Regions from separate parts of the Sus scrofa genome. Here region 2 is linked to region 1. A link is a contact called in public Hi-C data. All regions are on one chromosome and are shown on one strand. The core of a region is the stretch at or near the end of the contact, and the rest is flanking DNA. Distances in the headings are between cores, read along the strand shown.

Region 1 (6,020 bases), core at 1,010-3,509:
TGACCACCTTGTCAATGTTCAGGCACTCATGGGGGCTAGGAGTTCCCCTCTGTCAATGAGGCCCGACTGCAGCTCCAAGAGGTCAGCAGTAATCTAGGTCTGGCTGGGGCAGTCCAGGGTGCCAGGGCACAGTGGGCACACAAGAGGACATAGAATGGCACAGGAGCTGAGGCTGCAAGACCCCTTCATTGGCTCTACTGTCACATCAAACTTCACTTAAAAAACACAAATTTGGGAGTTTCCATGGTGGCTCAGCAGGTTAAGAACCTGACTAGTATCCATAAGGGTGAGGGTTTGAGTCCTGGCCTCACTCAGTCGGTTAAGGATCCTGTGCTGCCATGGCTGTGGCGTGGGCTGGCAGCTGCCGCTTGGATTCAAACCATAGCCCGGGAACTTCCATATGCCACAGGTGTGACCCTACAAAGAAAAAAAACAAAAACACAAATTTAAAGGTAAAATGATTCAGGATTTGAAGACAGAAGCCACAAAGCATTTAAACCCCAGCCCTTCTAAGTGCAAGTCTTGTGTGACTGCGCTAGTTGCATGTCTGAGAAGCAAGCCCTGGCCACAGGCGGCCATGCTAACATACTGACTATGGTGGAAGAACATGAAAAATTCAAAGTTCTTTGAGAAGTAAGAAAGTAAAAATTTGTTCAGACTGTAAAAATATGCCCTGCCATTTCACTTTGATTGTTTTTTTTGTTTGTTTGTTTTGTCTTTTTTTTTTGCCATTTCTTGGGCTGCTCCCTCTCGGCATATGGAGTTTCCCAGGCTAGGGGTCTAATCGGAGCTATAGCCACTGGTCTACGCCAGAACCACAGCAACGCAGGATCCGAGCCGCGTCTGCCACCTACACCACAGCTCACTGAGCAAGGGCAGGGACCGAACCCGCAACCTCATGGTTCCTAGTCGGATTCGTTAACCACTGCACCACGACGGAAACTCCCATTTCACTTTGAAAAGTAAAAACTTCTGCGAAATATAAAGTAATACTATTAGTCTCCACAAATAACGTCATTCCCAACACCTCCCTAAGGTATATCTTTCAAATGAAGTCTGACTTGGCCTTCCCAAAGAGAATTGACCATTCTTTTATTGGGCTTCTTCCCAATTTGTATAATTATAATGTTCAGAACCTGGGCTTTGGAATCAGACACACCTGGGTTGGAATCCCAGCTCTGTTAGTGACTTATTATGAGATCTGGATAAATTACTTGCATTTGCTCTTCCACCTGAGAACCAGGATAATGTAATTCAGGGGTGGCTCCAGAACTGCAGTATCTGATAGGCTGAAGGATGGCAATCTGGTTGAAATGAGGCCACAGGACTTGTCCTGACCTATGTGTGCAAAAGTAAGCACATTCATTTTCGCTTAGAGTTTATGTTTATTTGGAGTGGCTTTGCTGGTGACCATGGGGCAGTCATGGAGAAGAAGAGGGTAAAGAGCCATTGATGGACTAGAATGCTTAGCAGGGTCTGATAGCGAGAAAATTAACTGCAAATATTTATTATTAGTTTTTTCCACTAGACTGAATTTCTTTAGAGCTGGTCCTGTCTTATTCATCTGTGTCTAAAACTATGCTTAGCGTCAAATGTCTAATGTAAATGAATTTTCTTTACAATCTTCACTAAAAATGAGGGTTTTATCGGAACTGGAGAAGGCAGATGAAAGACACCTCTTAAAGGCTTTGGTCATTCTGTTAGAAACACAGAGAAACAAACACAAAAGTTTAGAAAAATGAGGTCGACAAAGTCTTTTATGATCAAATATTTAAACCTGTTCCTAGATGCCTCTTATCACTTGGTTTGTCTAATTCGCATTCGGTGATATCTGACACCGCGCACTTGGGGAAATTTCATTCCAAAATGGCAAGAGAAGAGAACGACTGCAGTAAATCAAAGCTCACAACTCAGTGACTGCAGAATCTGTGGGCGACTGCGATGTTCTTACTATCCAATCGCCGAGGAGTCCGGAGAGAACGCTCTCTGGATTGGTCAGAGGAAACATCGCTCCAGGTTCATTCAAAGGGGCTTGAAGTGGGGGCTAGGCCCGCAGAGCCTTCTGGCCAATCAGAGGACGCATGACGGCGGGCTTTGCCGAACATAAGGAAAGGGACCTATCTCGGAAGGCGAGTATCCGCCAGTCAGCCCCGCAGGTCGGGAGCGGAGGGGGCGTGGCCTCCGGCAGCGAGTCCCAGACACCCTCGGCCCCCGTGGAGTGGGCGGGGCCCGCGGGCCTGGGCGGGGCGAACGGTGTCAGCGGCTGAGCCGGATGCGGGCGGCGCCGCGGCCGCCGCGGCCCTGGGGATGGGCGGAGCCCCCGCCGCCAGTGCTGGTGGCCGCTGCGAGCGGCCGCCTTTGCTCCCGCGCGTCGCTGCTTCTCAGGGCGGCGGTATGCTGGGGAAAGGGGTAGTCGGCGGTGGCGGCGGCACCAAGGCGCCGAAGCCCTCCTTCGTGTCATACGTGCGCCCAGAGGTGAGGAGGCGCCGCGCGGGCGGGGCGTCGGGCAGGAGCGGCCGGGGCGAGGGGCGCCGGGAGCCCCTTCCCTGCCGCTGGAAGGGCCGCGAGCGCTTCCTGCCGGTGTCCGGGAGGGAAGCCGGGCAGGGTGAGATCCCCAGGGGCGCGCTGGGCCTCCCCGCCGACCCGGGTGGGGATCTCCCGGCGCAGGCAGGCAGGTGCCCGAGTGAGGGCCCGGCTCTCTGGCGACCAGGTGAAGGGGCCCGAGACGGGGAGGTACTGCGGCCCTCAAGCTCCTGGCTACAGTGGAGGGGAGCTGGGGTTTGGAGCACCGCGGGAGGGGAAGGGTTGGAAGGGTCTGGACCCCCGTGGGGACCTGCCCAGAGCCTGCAGTCCGGGTGGGTCTGCCCTGCCCTTGGAATTTCTCAGCGAGCGTGTAGAGCTTGCTTATCTTAGCAGCTTGCTTCTGAGTGCTATTTGATGCCGCTGGTGGGATACCGTGCACTGCCTCCCGCCTCCCATCAGCACTGCAGGGAGAAAATGTGGGTCGGTCCCAGCCTCAGTCAGTCTCTGCCTCTCCTTGTGAATTCTCCGTCGCTTCTTCCCGCTTTCATTTCACCCCTCACCATCACCCTTTCGACGTCCTCCAGGAGTTTACTGTCAGGTTCATTCATTCATTCAGAAAATATTTTTTCAACTCCTATTCAGTGCCAGGCACTGTTCTAAACTGGGGTATACATCAGTGAACAAAACAAAGATCCCTGTTGTTCTGGATCTTATCTGAGGGAGAGAGGAGTAAACGACAGATAAAATACATAAAAGTAAATGATATGGCGTATTAGAAGTTGAAAAGTATCACGGGAAAAGAAAAGACCCCTCTTTCCTCCTTGTACAGTGGCATTTGAGCAAAGACTTGGAGGATGCTTGGGATCTGAGGTGCAGGTGGAGCGAAGAGTCTGGAGTGTTGGAGGGGCATCAAGGAAGCCGGACCTGCAGAATCCGGTGGGGGAAGGGGAGAGTCAAAGAACAGGAGGTTAGAGAGGTTACAACTTGTAGGTCATGCTGAGGGCTTCTTGAGCAATAGCTCCCAATCCGAATACCTAATTAGATGTGTTTTCATTTTGGATTTCTCCAGGTTTTTTCCTGCTCCTCTCTCAGCCCTTTAATTAGCCCTGTGCAGGCACACTAGAAGACTCTTGTGCTGTCTTTCCACTTGGGTAAAGCAAAGGCAGGTGGGCTATGGATGGGCGGTCTTGATCTGGGACTGCTTCTCTAAGACCACCTGTGGCCCAAAGCCTTTGCATATCTATCTTTAAATTCAAATGTGTCTTTCTTTCAGTGGAGTGGACTTATTTTTAGCCCTAATTTTAAAATAAAAACCACTTCCTTTGTAAATGCTTGATAAGGAGTCAGGGTCATCTTGAGTTTTCAACAGGCTCCCCTTATGTGTGGAGGGTAAGTCATGTGGTCATTTTCTCTTTGTGTCTTTTTTTTTTTGATTGAGCCCTGGTTGAAGTACAACTGATCTTTTAACCTTTCCTCTTCAGTGAGATTAAGCTATAAGTGGAAAGTCTTCTGAAATGTGGCCAGAGTTCAAGAATGTTCAAATTTTTTATCCACCAAGGGCACATGTTGTAATTAGACATGTTTTCCCTCTTTGCCCACAGCACCTGATATATTTCCTTTGAGGAATAATTAGGGAAGGGGAAGGGTTCAGCCCCAGCATAAGCCCAAAGTGGTCACATCTTTCAGATCCTTAAAGTTGGCAGTTTTGTTATCGTGCAATAAAACACTACTGTGTAGACACTATCATTCTTTGTTGAAATCTGTCTCTCAGAATAGTTACTAACAGAGGGTAAGGCTCTGACCTAAATTGTAGATGATTTTCAGAAGATAAGGGAATGAGGGAGTGAAAAGGCAATTTGTTTTTAAGTACAGCACAGCTTTCGCTAGGTATTACATTATTAGAAATGCGTGTGTGTGGCTTCATCATGTAGCCTATGTGCCTCTGAGAGCCTTGGGTGGAGTAAACTTCTCTTGGCTCAGTTAATAGGAGTCCTACGGACACTTTTCTGAAGCCTGTCATTCTGCTGTTTTCTATTCCTTTGCCTCAGAGTGCCTTCACCTTTACTGCCTCTTGTGTGTTTTCCTTTCATTTACTTCTTCACATGCCCTTTGCTTTTGTTAGCTGGGAAGTCACAATTTCTCAGACACCTTTTTCATGGTAGATCACTGAGCTACCAGAACAAGCTTCACACCTTCATGGTGTAAAGTGCCTTGTGCCTGGTGGTGAACTTGTTCTTGGCTGATCAGATCTTGGAAGGTTCAGCAGCAGCTGCATTCTGTATGCCGAAGAGGCTATCAAGGGTCAGCACTTAACTGTTAAAAACAGAAGGCTTAACTGGGTCAAGTATTTGAACGTGATGCTTTTAAACGTGATGGCTTTTTTTTCCCCCCTGTAATCAGAAAGGATTGGCATTGGACAGCCTAAAATGAGGGTAGGAGTTACCTTTACCTGTTAAAATTGGATCTCTGCCACAGTAACTTGGCTCTTGTGTCATTGATTCTCCTAAATCAGTGAACGTGAAAGTTAAAAAAATCCCCAGCTGTATTTTAGGATTTTTGGTCATGTTTTATAAACTCTGCCTGGAGGGCTGTGGCAGTATATTCTGTAGATGGGAAGCCCATGGTTCTGGAAGCTGAGGTGAACAGGAGGGAAAGAACTGGGTGTATCTTGGTGGTACCTGATGCTAGTACCTAAAAACATCTCAGCATCTCCACCCTGGCTCAGCCCCAGGCACAGGTGCAAAGGATGTCTGTGCAGGGAACCCAGGGTGCTGGTCCGTGTTTCAAGGAGGTTATAGTTTGAGTACCAGATCCACTTTTCTTGTTAAATAAAACACCTGTGTGAATTATTATTTCAGTGGTCATAAGGGTTCATTGTAGAAAAACAAGACAACAGAGATAAGCAATTTTTTTACAAAAAAGTTATAAGCTTGTCAATAACAGGCATTTCAAGTTAGACCCCTTTTCTAATTAATAGAAACACAGTGTAATGGGGAAATGTTTAGTAGCACGAAGAGCCCAAGAAAGTAGTGTGGCTTTTAAAAGGTTTTCTAGTTAGTCACTTTCTCTGGTGCCGAATGACAATTCTGATTCTTTAAGACTAGCAGTTCTCTGCTCGGTTACCTTTAAATCGTAAGCACTGGTTTGGTAATTCATAGCGGTTAGAGATGCTTCGTGTCTGTACCTGGTGGCTTAAAAATAAAGGACCCTTAGGTGATCCTAAGAGAAAGTTCTGATTTTGCTTTGTTTTACCTCCCCCCCCTTTTAGGGCCACACCCACAGCATATGGACGATTTCAGGCTAGGAATTGAATCAGAGCTTCGGCTGCCAGCCTGTGCCACAGCCACAGCAATGCAGGATTTGAGCTGTGTCTGCCACCTCCATCACAGCTCACGGCAATGCCAGATCCTTAACCCACTGAGCAACGCCAGGGATCGAACCTGCGTCCTCATGGATACTAGTTGGATTCATTACTACTGAGCTATGACAGGAACTCT
Region 2 (6,020 bases), core at 1,229-3,728, 220 kb before region 1:
TATACTTCCCATTGATGAGACTAAGTGTATGATCATTCACTGTGGGACTCCAACATACCAACAGCATGGCGAACTGTACTGTACAGATGTCGATATCTAGTTAAATTTTTACCATTATGATCCTATTTTTCATATTTTGTATATATTAATTTGGGGGGGGCTTTTTGACCATGCCATCAAAAGAGCAAGTACTGATTCAGAGTTGTACATAATTCACAGTTCATTACATTTTATACTGACTTTCTACTCTGGAGTATGACTAAAATTTGAAGACTCTGCTAATCAGAGGGGCAAAACCTTGCCTCAAATTCCTACTATGACCCTAGTTCCCAAGGCCCCCCAGACAGAGGTACATAAATCAGTGCCTTGCTTTCACATGCCTGAGAGCAAGGCACAGTCTTCTTCCTTTATGTTTCCCAAATTTCAAGCAATTCCAAGGCTTGCTGTACCTCTTTCCAAAGCACTATTACAAAAGTGGTAAAATGCTGGAGTTCCCGTCATGGCTCAGTGGTTAACGAATCCTACTAGGAACCATGAGGTTTTGGGTTCGATCCCTGGTCTTGCTCAGTGGGCTAAGGATCCGGCGTTGCCGTGAGCTGAGGTGTGGGTCGTAGACGCAGCTCGGATCCCTCCATGCTGTGCTCTTGCCTAGGCCGTAGGCCGGTGGCTACAGCTCTGATTACACCCCAGACCTGGGAACCTCCATATGCCGCGGGAGTGACTCAAGAACAGGCAAAAAGACCAAAAAAAAAAAAAAAAAAGTGGTAAAATGCTTACTTTCAAAACGAGTATCTTTTGTTCTCTCCATCTCTGAAAAGCCTGAGTCTTATTAATTTTTGTGTGCCATAAAGGGCCCAATGTACACAACACATACTGTAAATGGTTGCTGGATGAAAGATCACAAATAACGCAGCTCTCGACTAAACTTGCATTTGCACTGGCACTGAATGTGCCGCACAATAGGAGGTCAAGGTAAAAGAAATGGGCCATCCCCGGCCAGCACTAAATTCAAGAAGCTCAAACTATGCCCAACTCAGCCTTACTGCTTTTAACTGGCAATTTCTTGATGACAGGAGGAGTAAATTCAGAAGGGAGCAGCAACATTCATAAAACCACGTTGTATACATGAGTCCTGTTAGTGCCCCACTTTACAACCTAATCTCCAAAATCAATCTTGTTGTTTTTTATGCTAGTTGCGATTAATGCCCAAGAAACATTTTTTAAGGTAATTAAATTGAACATAATCTATATTTCACTTTAAAACGGTCAAGCATAACTATACCATCTGTTCGTTAAAGGTACCTGGGGGCCTAAGACCATTTCAAAGAACCACCTCGTGTCTAACCCAAGTCAGTCCATCCGACACGAAGAGAAGGCAATGGTAACTAAAGCCAGCCTCTTTGAACTTCTAACAAAATACATTTTAATTTTTACTGAATAAGCCTTTACTGTTCGAGGTAAAAAAGGGGGCGGGGCAGGCTCCTCCTGAAGGCAAAAATGATACGAAAAGCGCCGGTATAGAACATACACAAAACACAACCTAAAAATCAATCTTCTATCTTTGATGAAGGCATGGGGGAGGGAGCATTAGAAAAGACGAGGTGAAAATAAACTAGGACCAAAGGACAGACGAATTCGGTACAACACGAGGGTGATAAACACTAAAACGGAGAAGGGGGGGTCTCACAAGACCAAGAACCTCGGGACAGGCAACGACTTGGGCGAGGGGAGGCAGGTTGGTCGGAGGGGGCGTGGGAAGCAGCGAAATGCGGAGGAGACGGTGTGGGAAGAGGAGGGACTTGCACCAAGCGCCATTTTCTTCTCTCGAAGCGCTCGCTACCCCCCAGCAAACCAGCCGTCCCCTGCCACCCCAGTCTCTACTGCCGCCCCCTGGGTTCTCCTCCGCCCTGGCCCACTCTCCCTCACCCCTGGAGGGCCCCCCCAATCCTGGGGGCAGGGGTGGGGGCACCAGAGAGGCCTAGGGCAAGCGCAGGCCCCGCACGCGCCCCCGCCCGAGCCCAGGCCGCCGCATTGTCCCGGGGGCGCCCCGGCCCCCTCCCCGCGGCTCCTCGCCCCGGCCCGGCCGTGTCCAGCCGCCCCAGGCCGCTGTCCCCGGGTGCCACCTCCAGGCGCCGAGGGGCCTGCACCGCGTGAGGCGCGGGGTCGGGTACAGAAGAGAGGGTCAGGGGAGGCGGAGGAGGAGAAGCTGGAGATCGGGCACCGCCGCCATTTCCCGCTGCCGTCGCGGACGAGAGGGAACGAGGGGAGGTAGTAAGCGGTTGGGCTGAGGGGGTGGGGGTCGGCCAGGTCGGGGTTTCGAAGGAGGAGGACCGGGACCCGAGTACTCACGCTCCGCTCGGGTAGGCGAACCACCTCCTGCTGGCTCGCTTGCTCTCGACTGACAGAGAACCGGAACTGACGGCAGCTAAGAGTCTCCGGCCCCGCCCCGCTGGGACCGCGGACACGTGATGGGGCGTGGCCTCCCCGCGGAAACCAACACCGAGACCCTTTCCAGGGCTTTAAAGGGACCTCCCCTGGTCCTGAACCGATGCCGTTAAAAGTGAGATGCAGCCAAGACTGGATCAGACCTGTGAGGGAACGAGGGAATGAATAAAACAAGAATGACAAGCACCGAGCTTTGCATTTGTTTAATAAATGTTTTCTTGTATTAAAATGAAATGTCCATACATGACCCTGGCTGGTAAAATTCAAAGGGAAGAAGCCAAACTCACAGCATTTAATTCCAGAAAGTGGGGAAAGGAAAAAAAAAAAAAAAACTTTGCAGACCTCTTCGGTCACATACACATCCTTAATACCTAAACTGAATCCTGGAGGTGTATGGTAGTTCACAGAAGGCAAGAGAAATCCATACTACAAGCAGGAACACGGCCAATAGATTATTTGAATGAATATTTAATGAATGCCTACTATGGCCAAGAATATATATATATATATAAGCCAAGAATAAATATAAGCTCATATATGTACATGTATGTACATATATTTATTCTACACACATTTATCAAACACCTATGTTCCAGACACTGCAATGAGGCACTTAAATATTACTTATCCTAACAAGCACTTTCCAAAGTATGAATGATTATTCTCTCCATTTTGTAGATGAGGACATCAAGGATCAACAAGATGAAAGACATCTGCTGTAGGCTGTACAGGGAGTGTGTCATGACTCAAACCCTGCACTGCTGGAGTCACACTGGACGGACTGAGGAAGACTGAAAAAGCTCGAGCCCATTCCCAATCATGCAGTGTCAGGCTAGATGACCATTTTTAAAAAGAAAAAAAAAAAGTGTAGAATTCCTTTTATATGATGTTCCTACAAAGGCAAGAATAATACATGGGGATCTAGGTTAGGTTACCTTTCGGGAGTATCGCTTGGAGTGAGAGTGAAGGAACCTGCTGGAATGCTGAATATATCTTGGTCTGAGTGGTGGTTAGATTTTCACCTAATATCTGTGCGTTTTACAATACATAAAGATACATTTCGATGAGAAAATTGAAAAAGTCAAAAAGAAAAATGAGAAAATTGAACTGTTAAAAATATGAAATTGGAGTTCCCGTCATGGCTCAGTGATTAACGAATCCAACTAGGAACCATGAGGTTGCCAGTTCCATCCCTGGCCTCGCCCAGTAAGTAAAGGATCCAGCGTTGCTCTGAGCTGTGGTGTAGGTCGCAGAGGCAGCTCGGATCCCAAGTTGCTGTGGCTCTGGCGTAGTAGGCCAGCGGCTACAGCTCCGATTAGACCCTGGCCTGGGAGCCTCCACATGCTTCGGGTACAGCCCTAAAAAAGCAGAAAGACAAAAAAAAAAAAGAAAAAAAGAAAAGTAACTTACTCATTAACCACTGTTTCAGCGTTTGCCAGCCCAGAGTTTACACACCCAAAGATAGTTTGGAAAGGACCCCCACAAACTATGGCTAAGCTGACCAAAGTTCCCTTTGGGGCCAGTGGTGCCCTGAGGCTCTGTAGGGGGTGTCTGATTGGAATAAGCTCATATAGTGGAATAACTAGAGGATCACCTGGCAGCCTGGGCTCTGGGAGCCACGAATTCAGTTCTCTTTCAAAATCTGGATGCTAGTGGAGAAAGGACAGAGTTCAGGGTACTGGCTGGAGTCACTTAACACACAACCTCCCCTCCCTCTCATTTGAGATGGAAAGAGCTACAGTTCTCTTTACTTACATGGAGGAAACTGAGCAAAGGTCCTTTCCCGGTTTATTCACTCATTTAGTTAACATGTATTCAACACCACTACTGTATGCCAGCACTGCTCTAAGTGGTGGGAATTTAGGAAAGAATGAAACTGATAGGGTCACTCTAAACTCATAGAGCAGACAATAAGCAAGAAAAGTATTAAATAGAGATGGCAATCCAGATAAGTGCTATAAAAAATAAAAGAGGAGTTCCGATTGTGGCACAGCAGAAACAAATGTGAATAGTATCCATGAGGATGCAGCTTCCATCCCTGGTCTCGCTCAGTGGCTTAAAGATCTGACATTGCTGTGTGCTGTGATATAGGAGACACGGCTGGGATCCTGCGATGCTGCAGCTGTGGTGCAGGCTGGCAGCTGACGCTCCAATTCAACCCCTAGCCTGGGAACCTCCATATGCTGCAGGTGCAGCCCTAAAAAGCAAAAAAAGAAAAATGAAAGAAAATGAAAAAGAATAAAAGAAAAAGAGGATGCTGCAGTAGAGAGTTTTAGGGTGAGGTTAACTTAGATCTGAAAGAGGTGAAGTGGGAATATTTGGGCAGGGACTTTAATGAAAAGGGACAGCCAGGCTAAGATTTGAGTGCTGATGATTCCCAGCAGAGTATGAAATGTGTGCAAAGGCCGTAAGGTCTAGATGAGTCTGAAGAATAGAAGGTTCTCTTGATGTAGAATACCACTGGCGACCATAGGCTACACAGAGGCAGGAGCCACACAGCAGCTCCCCAGGCTCAGTGCCAAGGCTGCCCTAGCCCCCACACAGACTGGCTCTGCAAAGCTACCAAGCCCAGTTCCGGCCTTTCTCCAAGATCCAAGACAGCACCACTGTCTTCTCCTTCTCACCCATCGCTACTATGAATTAGCACCAAGGAATGCCACAGCCTCCCTCCAGCGGTGTCTGTGCCCAGAAAAAGAGATCTGTGCTAGGCAAGGGTTTGTTTTTTGAGGTATCACTGACACGAAATGGTGCAAGTCTCCGTGTAATCATCAAATGAAACCTGCAACCACAGATACTATGAAATTCCACAGAGATCTGAGCCTCTAGATTGGATGCTTAATGCGGAAACAGACTTAAGTTTGACCTAGGGGAGATGAAAGAGAACACTGGAGTGGGAGTAGAGAAAGACTGAGCTAGGAATGCCCACAAAATGAGTAAGGCACATTGAGAGCAGTCAATCCGGTCGGAGTCGAGAATTGGCGGAGAGGAAGAGGGCGATATAAAGATTGAGTTTTATGGGGTTCAGGGCAGGCAGCCCCAAAATACGCCACTTTGGCACATTGATTATATTGAATTAAAGTTACATAAGAAACTGCTGATACAAGAAGAATATCTGACCCTCCTTTGTCCCCTTGAAAGCAGGAAATAAATCTCCCATGTGCAAGGCACTCTCCCTGCATCGGAGATAGAACAGCATCCTTACCACCAGAGGCAGGGACCTCAAGGCCAGCAAGTCTATATAAACAAACTTTGTTATTTCTTGACTAATTTACTACAATGTCCCAAACGTTTTTGCCTTGTCGGTTCTTCATAAATGTATTGTTTCTTTGTCTAAAGAGTATGTATAAAAAAAACTCCACTGCTGGAGTTCCCGTTGTGGCTCAGCAGTTAACGAATCTGAATAGGAACCATGAGGTTGCGGGTTCAATCCCTGGCCTTGCTCAGTGGGTTAAGGATCCGGAGTTGCAGGGAGCTGGGTTGTAGGTTGCAGATGCGGCTCAGATCCCGTGTTGCTGTGGCTCTGGCGTAGGCCAGTGCGTATAGCTCCAATTTGACCTCTAGCTTGGGAACCTCCA

The links. A called contact is a pair of places that touch in the nucleus more often than the background predicts.
Region 2: a Hi-C map of liver shows a contact between it and region 1, with 4 times the contacts expected there. The contact joins the promoter of SUB1 here to the promoter of MTMR12 in region 1. A contact is called at or near these places in 1 of 5 promoter capture datasets (fetal liver) and 2 of 47 Hi-C or Micro-C datasets (liver and skeletal muscle).

The regions. Positions count from the first base shown.
Region 1 is chr16:18,534,132-18,540,151 of Sscrofa11.1, reverse strand. MTMR12 (myotubularin-related protein 12) reads left to right here and starts at 2,259. Exons shown (of 17, transcript XM_021077144.1): 1 at 2,259-2,475. The coding sequence starts at 2,308.
Region 2 is chr16:18,755,344-18,761,363 of Sscrofa11.1, reverse strand. SUB1 (activated RNA polymerase II transcriptional coactivator p15) reads right to left here and starts at 2,478. Exons shown (of 5, transcript XM_021076608.1): 1 at 2,350-2,478.